2 separate regions of the Anas platyrhynchos genome follow, and region 1 is linked to region 2. A link is a contact called in public Hi-C data. All regions are on one chromosome and are shown on one strand. Each heading gives the region's core, a stretch centred on a gene start, on an enhancer-like site or on the middle of the called end of the contact. The rest is flanking DNA. Distances are from core to core; before and after follow the strand shown. Region 1 holds the start of GTPBP4 (GTP binding protein 4). Region 2 overlaps WDR37 (WD repeat domain 37).

Region 1 (3,842 bases), core at 76-2,575, 33 kb before region 2:
TAATGGGGCAGCTGCAGCATGGTTGAGAGGCTATAGCAACAGGGATGGTTCTAACAGCGTGTTTATGATCAAATGATGCTCATACAGTCATTACGGAAATTAATTTCTGGAAAGGATTAGCTACTGGCTTGACTGATTATAGGGACTCTTAATTTTCTAATACCTTAAAAATTTCTGTGGCATTGGAGCGTGTCAGCAAAATTAGTAACATGATGAAATAAAGGAACTGTGGAAGGAATTGTGCATTTGAATTTCTAGTACTGTAGAAAAATGGGCAGTGGCAGAGTAATACTTGACTAGATTCTCTCAAGTGGAAAATGTCATGCTTTGTGTAGAGAGAGGAAAAAATGTGTGGAAGCCAAAGAATTGTCAATTCTTAATCTAACTTATTTTCCAAAGTGTATCACATAAAATGTAATTTATCTAAAACAGATATATTTCAGTGCATGCCAGCCTATTGTTTGTGTCAAGTATTAAACAGGGACAGACAGGCACAGTGCATTGCATGCCTGCATTTAGGTACATTTCAAGTTTATGTCCTCGGTCTATGTTTGGGTCTCATGTTTGCTGGAGATAAGCAACAAAGAATGGAGCACAAGGTGTAGTCAAGATCACAAACTGCTCCAGAATTCACTCAAGCTATGCCTTTATCTTAAAGGTTTTACAATTTTGTGTGAGACAAGCCACCAAAAGTTATTAAAAAAAAAAAAAAAAGTGAGAGGATGTGTGTTTGGGGTTGTTTGGGTGCATACCCAGAATGAGCATACACACACAGACACCAGGTGGAACGTCCTGGTCCTCGTCCCCTTTCTGCCTGATCAGCATAACTAGCAGAAAATGGACAAAATAGATCAAGTAGCTGGTCTTGGGCAGGTAGTTTTGGCCCACTATCTCCTGATCTCCACAGTTTCTGGCACTTTGATGTGTGAACCTCACAAGCCCACAGCCCTGCTCCAGCTGCTGCTGCTCAGGACTCTCTCACACAGCCCTGCCCTGTGCACCCCTTCACAAAATGAGCCCCAGACACAGGAACCATCCCGTATCTGGCCCTCAGACCCCCAGGTCTCCCAGTTACATGCACACACACACCGATACCCACAACCCTGCTGGATTCATGCTGCTGTTCTTGGTGCCCCACACGCGGCCCCTCTGAGCCATTACCCTTTTGGTGGCAGCTGGATCTGTACACACACACACACGTGCAATGAAAAAAATTCTCAACAAGGTAAACAGAAATGGAGTTTAATAAGACAGCAGGACAGACTGTGGAGGTTGGGCGTGCAGCAGGACTGGCACCCTGACCCCTCCCGTCATGGCCAGCTCCCCTCCCTCCCTCTCTGCCCGCCTCCCCGGCACGGAAGCTCGGGGCTCTCGCGAGAGACACGGCCTCTTTTCTCCCTTTCCGGCAGCGTGGGGCTCGGGCAGCCTGCCGGCATGGCGCTCTACAACTTCAAGAAGATCACGGTGGTGCCGTCCGCCAAGGTAGGGCGCCCGTCGCCATCCCCCCCTCGCCCCCGTCCCTCAGCCCCTGCGCCCGCCGCGCCTCAGGGGAGCGCCGCCCGCGCTGCCCGGCGTGGCCGCGGCCTTCGCTTCCCCTCCCCCCCCCCCAGGCTCATGGGCTCGCCCTGGGGCAGTGCGGGGCGGCGCGGCGGGCTGTACCATGCAGGGCGCGGGGGGGGGGGGCGCCTGAGGTGGGGTCCCGCGGCTCTGCCCTGGCGGGGCTGGCCCTGACAGGAATCCCGTCTGTTCTCCCCCCCAGCGTCACGCTCAGTCTCACCGCCGTGCATTTATCTAAAATAAAGTTATTTCCTGGTCTAATGAAGGAGTTTCGTTCCATAGCAGCGGGCTTGCATTAGTGGGGCCGCTTCCCGAGCTCTGCTGGGGAGAGGAGGCCAGTCCTTCAATAATTGGCAGGAAAACCCCACTCAGAATGCACATTCTGTTACTGCTTGGAGATAAAAGTCTGTGTTTCAGGTGTTTTATTCTAAAACATGCTCAGTTCATCCATTGCAGAGCAGTGGCATGGGCCACATCACTTAATGGGCCTAACTGCTCTGCCCGCTCCTCCACCAAAATACAATTAAAGCTTTATCGCTTCATTAAAACTTGACAGCTTGCATGATTAATAACATTTATTTGATTGCAGGACTTCATAGATTTGACATTGTCAAAGACTCAGCGAAAGACCCCAACCGTCATTCATAAACATTACCAAATCCATCGGATTCGACAGTTTTACATGCGAAAAGTCAAATATACTCAACAGAATTACCACGATAGGCTCACTCAGATCTTAACAGACTTCCCCAAATTAGATGTAAGTATTTGTTCATTTGATCATAAAGGAACTTCAGGAATCAGAAATTATTCTGTAACAGTGGTTTTATTAGAGCTTAGTTTGGCCTGAGCAGCACAGTGCTGATTCGCTGCATGGAAGATTTAGAATAACTCTCAGTAGATTTTTTTTAGAGTAAATTTAGGAAACTTGTTCTACAAAAATACTTTATTCCTACTAAGAAAAGTCAGAATTGTGCCCCTGGGTGATTGCCAAAGGATGCATTTTCAAGGTTTTAGCTGATCAGGTGATGTTGGCCAGAAACTGCTGTTAAATGATGAGTGAGAAAGTTTCTTTTTCCTATGTTGTGTTGGTGTACTTCTTCTTAATGTGTGTAAATGTAAGTCATTATGTGCCTGTGGTCAGTCTTTCCTGCAAAACACCTACTGGAAGTTAGAAATTCCAAAAGTATGTCACATTGCTTCCCATCTTCAGTTCTTCAGAAGTGCTAATTTGACAACAAAAACTTATTCTTGGCCACACAAAGGATATTGTTGGAAATGCACTTTGACAAGACACATGTAGCCTTAACTTCCCAACAGTTACAGCTGCATCCATGTGTCCAGTGGGACTTATTTATGGACAGCTGTACATGCTGCAGCCCTATATACCTTCCTGCTGTTTTTGTATCCAGTGATCATTACTGAAGGATTTCCACAAATATTTTCTGCATTTTAATTTCTCTTGATGAAGTTTCTGCTCAAATAGCCGTTTAAGATGAAGTCGGAAAGTATTTTATAGTGCAAGAGAAGAAATTGAAACTATATGAATGAGTCCAGGATATGCTTGCAGAAGAAATTTGACGTGTTAAGAATTAGGCATGTAATGACCAAGGAGATTGTTTTCCTTAAGTAAGACGATAATGAAAACAGTCTAGATTGTATTGTCACTTGTGTTGCTATATTAGAGTAAAAGATGAACTTACATAGTTGCCAAGACATAGTCATCTTCAAGAAAATACGAATCTTAATTTTATTTTATGCTTTTTTTTTAGGACATCCATCCTTTTTATGCGGATTTGATGAACGTTCTCTATGACAAAGATCACTACAAGCTGGCTTTGGGGCAGATTAATATTGCCAAGAATCTGATTGACAAGTAAGGAACATTTATTTCTTTGATTTTCTACCCGTGTGGTTGGTTGATAGCTAACTTCGTATTTCATTGTCTCTGCAGTGTTGCTAAAGACTACGTGCGCCTGATGAAATACGGTGATTCTCTGTACCGCTGCAAGCAACTGAAACGTGCTGCTCTGGGACGAATGTGCACGATTATCAAAAGACAGAAACAAAGCTTGGAATACTTGGAGCAAGGTCTGTGTAATAAATAGGCTAAAACAAAGGAGTATAAAGAGAATATAAAACCTATTTGTACAAAGAATAACAGTTAAAAAGAGAAAAATGTGTTTAATATGGAATGTAGATAATGGGAACATAGAAATAATTCCAAAACCCACAAACACTTAGAATTTATTTTTCAACTGAGTGCTTCTCTCTTTTTAAATTTA
Region 2 (3,782 bases), core at 921-3,420:
TGGAAGTTGGATGGCAATACTTCCTCGGACAGAAAAGTGCTCATGCGTTTGGGCTGTTACAGCCTGACTTCAGGAGGGAAGGGCAGCTGGGAGGTCATGCTGTCACTTCTGTGCAGTAAAACAAGCAAACGAACAAAAAACCACATTAACTTATTTTAGTATTTCCTATAAGACTACACAGGTGTATTGCGCTGTAGTATGTAGATCTTTTAAGTGTTTTGTGTGTCGTCTTAGTTTATTCTGTTGACCTTTAACCTTGAACAGCCAGTGGCCAGCTCTAATGTGTAGAGAGATAGAGCTACTTCACAGAGGAGCTGCAAACTGCATGAAATCTAGATAATGCTGTCTGCTTATCTGCAAAAATACTTTTTATGTGGTATTTTAATAAGCTAACTTAAGCTATGCCAACTTTCAAGTTAGTAAAGGAAGTGGATGCGTTTTACTGTGTTGGTTACTTTAGGACAGGTTTAGATTTTTCTAATGCTATCCAGCTCTGAGAAGTAGAATAAAAACTTTCCTTACTTTTCCTTCCGTGTTTCTACAGTTTTAGAAGGCTAGCCTAGTATCCTTTATAACCTTGCTGTATGGAATTAGCGGGTAGTTGAATCAGAAATAATTGTTTGAATTTCAGTATTTCTTTTGGTAGTGTTTAATTTGTGTAGTATTCTTGTTTAATCAATTTTATACCAGGCTGGTTTTAATCTGGATCTGTTTGATATTCTGGTTCTCTGTGAATGTGTGAAGAGAAGTACCCTGTCCGGGGGGAGGCAGATGACGATGGAGAACAGAGTAACTGGGGAGGCACGAGGAGTGTAGGACTGCTTCTTTCAGCACCCTACCTGCTTTTCCCAGTTGAAAGTAGCCATGAAACAGGTGTAAGACAGAGCTGTGCACAAAGCGGGTGTGCTCTGTGTTGTGGCTGGCAGTGGTTTCTCTTGCTTTTCTCTCTAAGCTGGATATCCAGAGACAACCGATTAGCTAATACAAAATGAAGATCGTGATAGGCTTTTCTGTTTCTCTATAGTCAGTCGTGCTGAATGTATGAACCAGAATGTTAGGCTAAATTCTGATCGCTTAGATGCTGACTTGATCAAAGATGCATGCTGCCCTCTAATGGCTAGTGTGCACACGCTTGTTCATATTGCAGTCAGAGTATAGGAATGGAAACTATTTCTTTTGGTTTGGGTTTGCTGGGACACGTAAGAACAAAACAAGCTATAATTATTCTGTAACTTGCATTGAAATAATGAAGTTCACTATAATTTGGGTGGTTTTCTGTATTAATGTTCCACTCAGTAATGGTTTTCCTGTACTTCCAAGACCTCAAGTAGTGGTGGTTTGTGCTGTGGCAGGAGCTGACTCAATTTCTTTTTTTTTGTTCAGAGCTGATGGTTTCAAGACTTTGAAGGTATATACTTGTACTTTTTTATTTTTTGAGTTGCTGATAGGCACATTCCCTGTATTTGCTAGATGAACTCCAAGATGACAGGCTAGATATGCTACAAAGGAATAGTTGAGCTTTTTCAATGTTAGGGTAGGGCTCACTAAGTGGAAATTTCCAAATAACTGGCTAAGTAGGTAAATGATAACTGCAGTAAGCCCATATTGTGGTCTATCTGCAGCAGAAGAAAATAACGGTTTTAGCATAATTTATTTTCATGGTGTACAAGGACAGCTCGTCCTTCGATCCATATTTGTAGATTAAGCCAGCTATTGGATTAATTTACTACAGTTATCATCCTTATGACAGTATTTTTTCCCTTCTAATGTACTCCTTTTTAGTAGCATACCGTGCTTTAAATTTTATAACATGTTTGTTAGTACTGGGTCGCAAGTTTATCAGTGTGCTGCAGCCTTCTCCTGTACTCGCTGTCTTCTCAAAGCTCTTCAGTAACTGATAGAGTGGGGACCTTGAATCCCAACAGAAATCAGTGCTCAGCTGTTGGTGGTACGGTATGGGTTTCTTCAGTGACAGGGTGGTATTTCAGAGGCAGATTAATAAAATTTTAGTAGTTTGCCTTCAGAAACTTGTGTTGAACTGCATACTGAAGTTGGGCCCTTTAAATCCCGCATTAGTGGTTTTATCACACGTTTTTATGCCTCAGAACTGTGGTGCTGATAATGCTGAAAAAAATTCAGCCTTTTTCTGCAAACTTATCTCAAAGCATTTTCTGCAACAGGGAGGTTCTTGAATAATATGGAGGAGGGATGGGTTAGAGATTGCTGTTTCTTTCACACTTAATTATGGCTAGTGACAAAAATAGGTGACTGTTGAAAAGCTTAGTTTGTCCGTAGGTTTAGTAGTAGATATCATAACAAAGCACTTTTTTGAGGTAATGCATAGTCAACTTGTAAGTTACTTTGTCAACCAGAGGTATTTTTCTTCTTGAACTAGAAGCATCTTGACTTCATAATACATTTTTTCACCTTTTTTTTTTCCTTTATTGTTATATTTTTATAATTTTTCTCTAATAAAAATAATAAAAAAAAATGGTCATTTGAATTCTGTCCCTTGAAAGAGAAAGCATATGTAAAATGAATTATTTGCACAGAAATGTCCCCAAAACTTTTTGTGTTCGGTGCTAGAAGAAGCTTTAATTTCCCTCTTTGCCAAGAGGTAGAAAACTTCTAAAATTGGCATAAGATTGAAAGGCAAATGCAGCTCAGAGTAAACTTTTCTATGTATGCACATATATATATAATATCTATATCTATACATAGATAATAATATCTAAATAAAACTATAAAATCCGGTATTTTGCCTTCTAGGATTCTAAGCTACCATCTTCTGTTCGGAACACACTCCTTGAACTTTTTGGACAAATAGAGCGGGAGTTTGAAAACCTGTATATTGAAAATTTGGAATGTGAGTATATCTTTCTTTCAGCAACTTAAGAACTGTTTGTACTTAGGAATTGGAAGAGTTTACACTGGATACTGAAATTTAATGTATTTTTTGGTGAGGAATTCAAGAACTGTTTTGTAGTGAACTTGTAGTGAAAGACATAAGTTTGTCCCCTTTCAGAAAAAATAACTTTCTTAGCTCTTTGACGCAAGTAGTGAGAACTAATGTGTGATACCCTCCTTGGCAGAGAAAGGGAAGTGGCTGTCTCCTTGTCGCTGCACGTTTGGTTTTATACCATTTTAATCTGGCAGTAACTGTGCAGCCATTGATGTTTGAGACTGTGACTGCAATATATATTTACAGGCTTCATTTTAATGATGTAATTTTAGTCAGAAATTGTCTTAAAACAAAAGAGAAAACCACACCACAACAGTATAAAATGTAGCGTTTCTGGATCATACTACCTCACGAATTGCATAACCAGCACCTGCAGCTGCTCATGAATTTTGAAGTTGAGCAGTCAGTTAAAAATCCCAGGTGTTATCTGGAAAAAATGTTCTATGTGTAATGACTGTATTGTGATATAAATGATCTAAAGTGATGTAAGAGGACCCAGAGTAAGTAACACAAGCAACCATATTGTGAAGCCCCTGCTAAATTTTCCTTGTTGCGTTCTAGAAGCTGTGTTGCATGGCTTGGCTTCTGAATTGTGGAATCTGTCTGTCTTGGCTCCAAGTCAAACTTTTTTCCAAAGCTAATCTGTTATCACAGTTAAAGCAAACACTCATGTTACAAAAACACTCCTGCATGCTTTTGGAAAATGTGCTGCTTTTTTCTTATTTTAAAAACTGGAGACAGTGTTGGTTAAAGGCCGTCAGAAATACTGCACACTTCTTGCAGTAGTGACAATTTGCACACCTCAGTTTTTGGCTTCCTG

What was found. A called contact is a pair of places that touch in the nucleus more often than the background predicts.
Region 1: a contact with region 2 is called in a Hi-C map of liver, with 4 times the contacts expected there. The contact joins the promoter of GTPBP4 here to the enhancer-like site in region 2. A contact is called at or near these places in 4 of 8 Hi-C or Micro-C datasets (F5 follicle, liver, skeletal muscle and 1 more).

What each region holds. Positions count from the first base shown.
Region 1 is chr2:148,580,915-148,584,756 of IASCAAS_PekinDuck_T2T, reverse strand. GTPBP4 (GTP binding protein 4) reads left to right here and starts at 1,325. Exons shown (of 17, transcript XM_038174948.2): 1 at 1,325-1,482; 2 at 2,147-2,317; 3 at 3,330-3,433; 4 at 3,512-3,648. The coding sequence starts at 1,435.
Region 2 is chr2:148,548,514-148,552,295 of IASCAAS_PekinDuck_T2T, reverse strand. It overlaps WDR37 (WD repeat domain 37), which reads left to right. Exons shown (of 14, transcript XM_072033820.1): 3 at 2,770-2,866. Among named protein-coding and RNA genes, the nearest start is that of WDR37, 14 kb to the left of the region's middle. Within about 2 kb of position 2,170, at least 6 of the 8 cell types and tissues checked have an H3K27ac peak or open chromatin away from gene starts, as enhancers often do. A contact at or near this core is called in F5 follicle and subcutaneous adipose tissue, where this site is marked.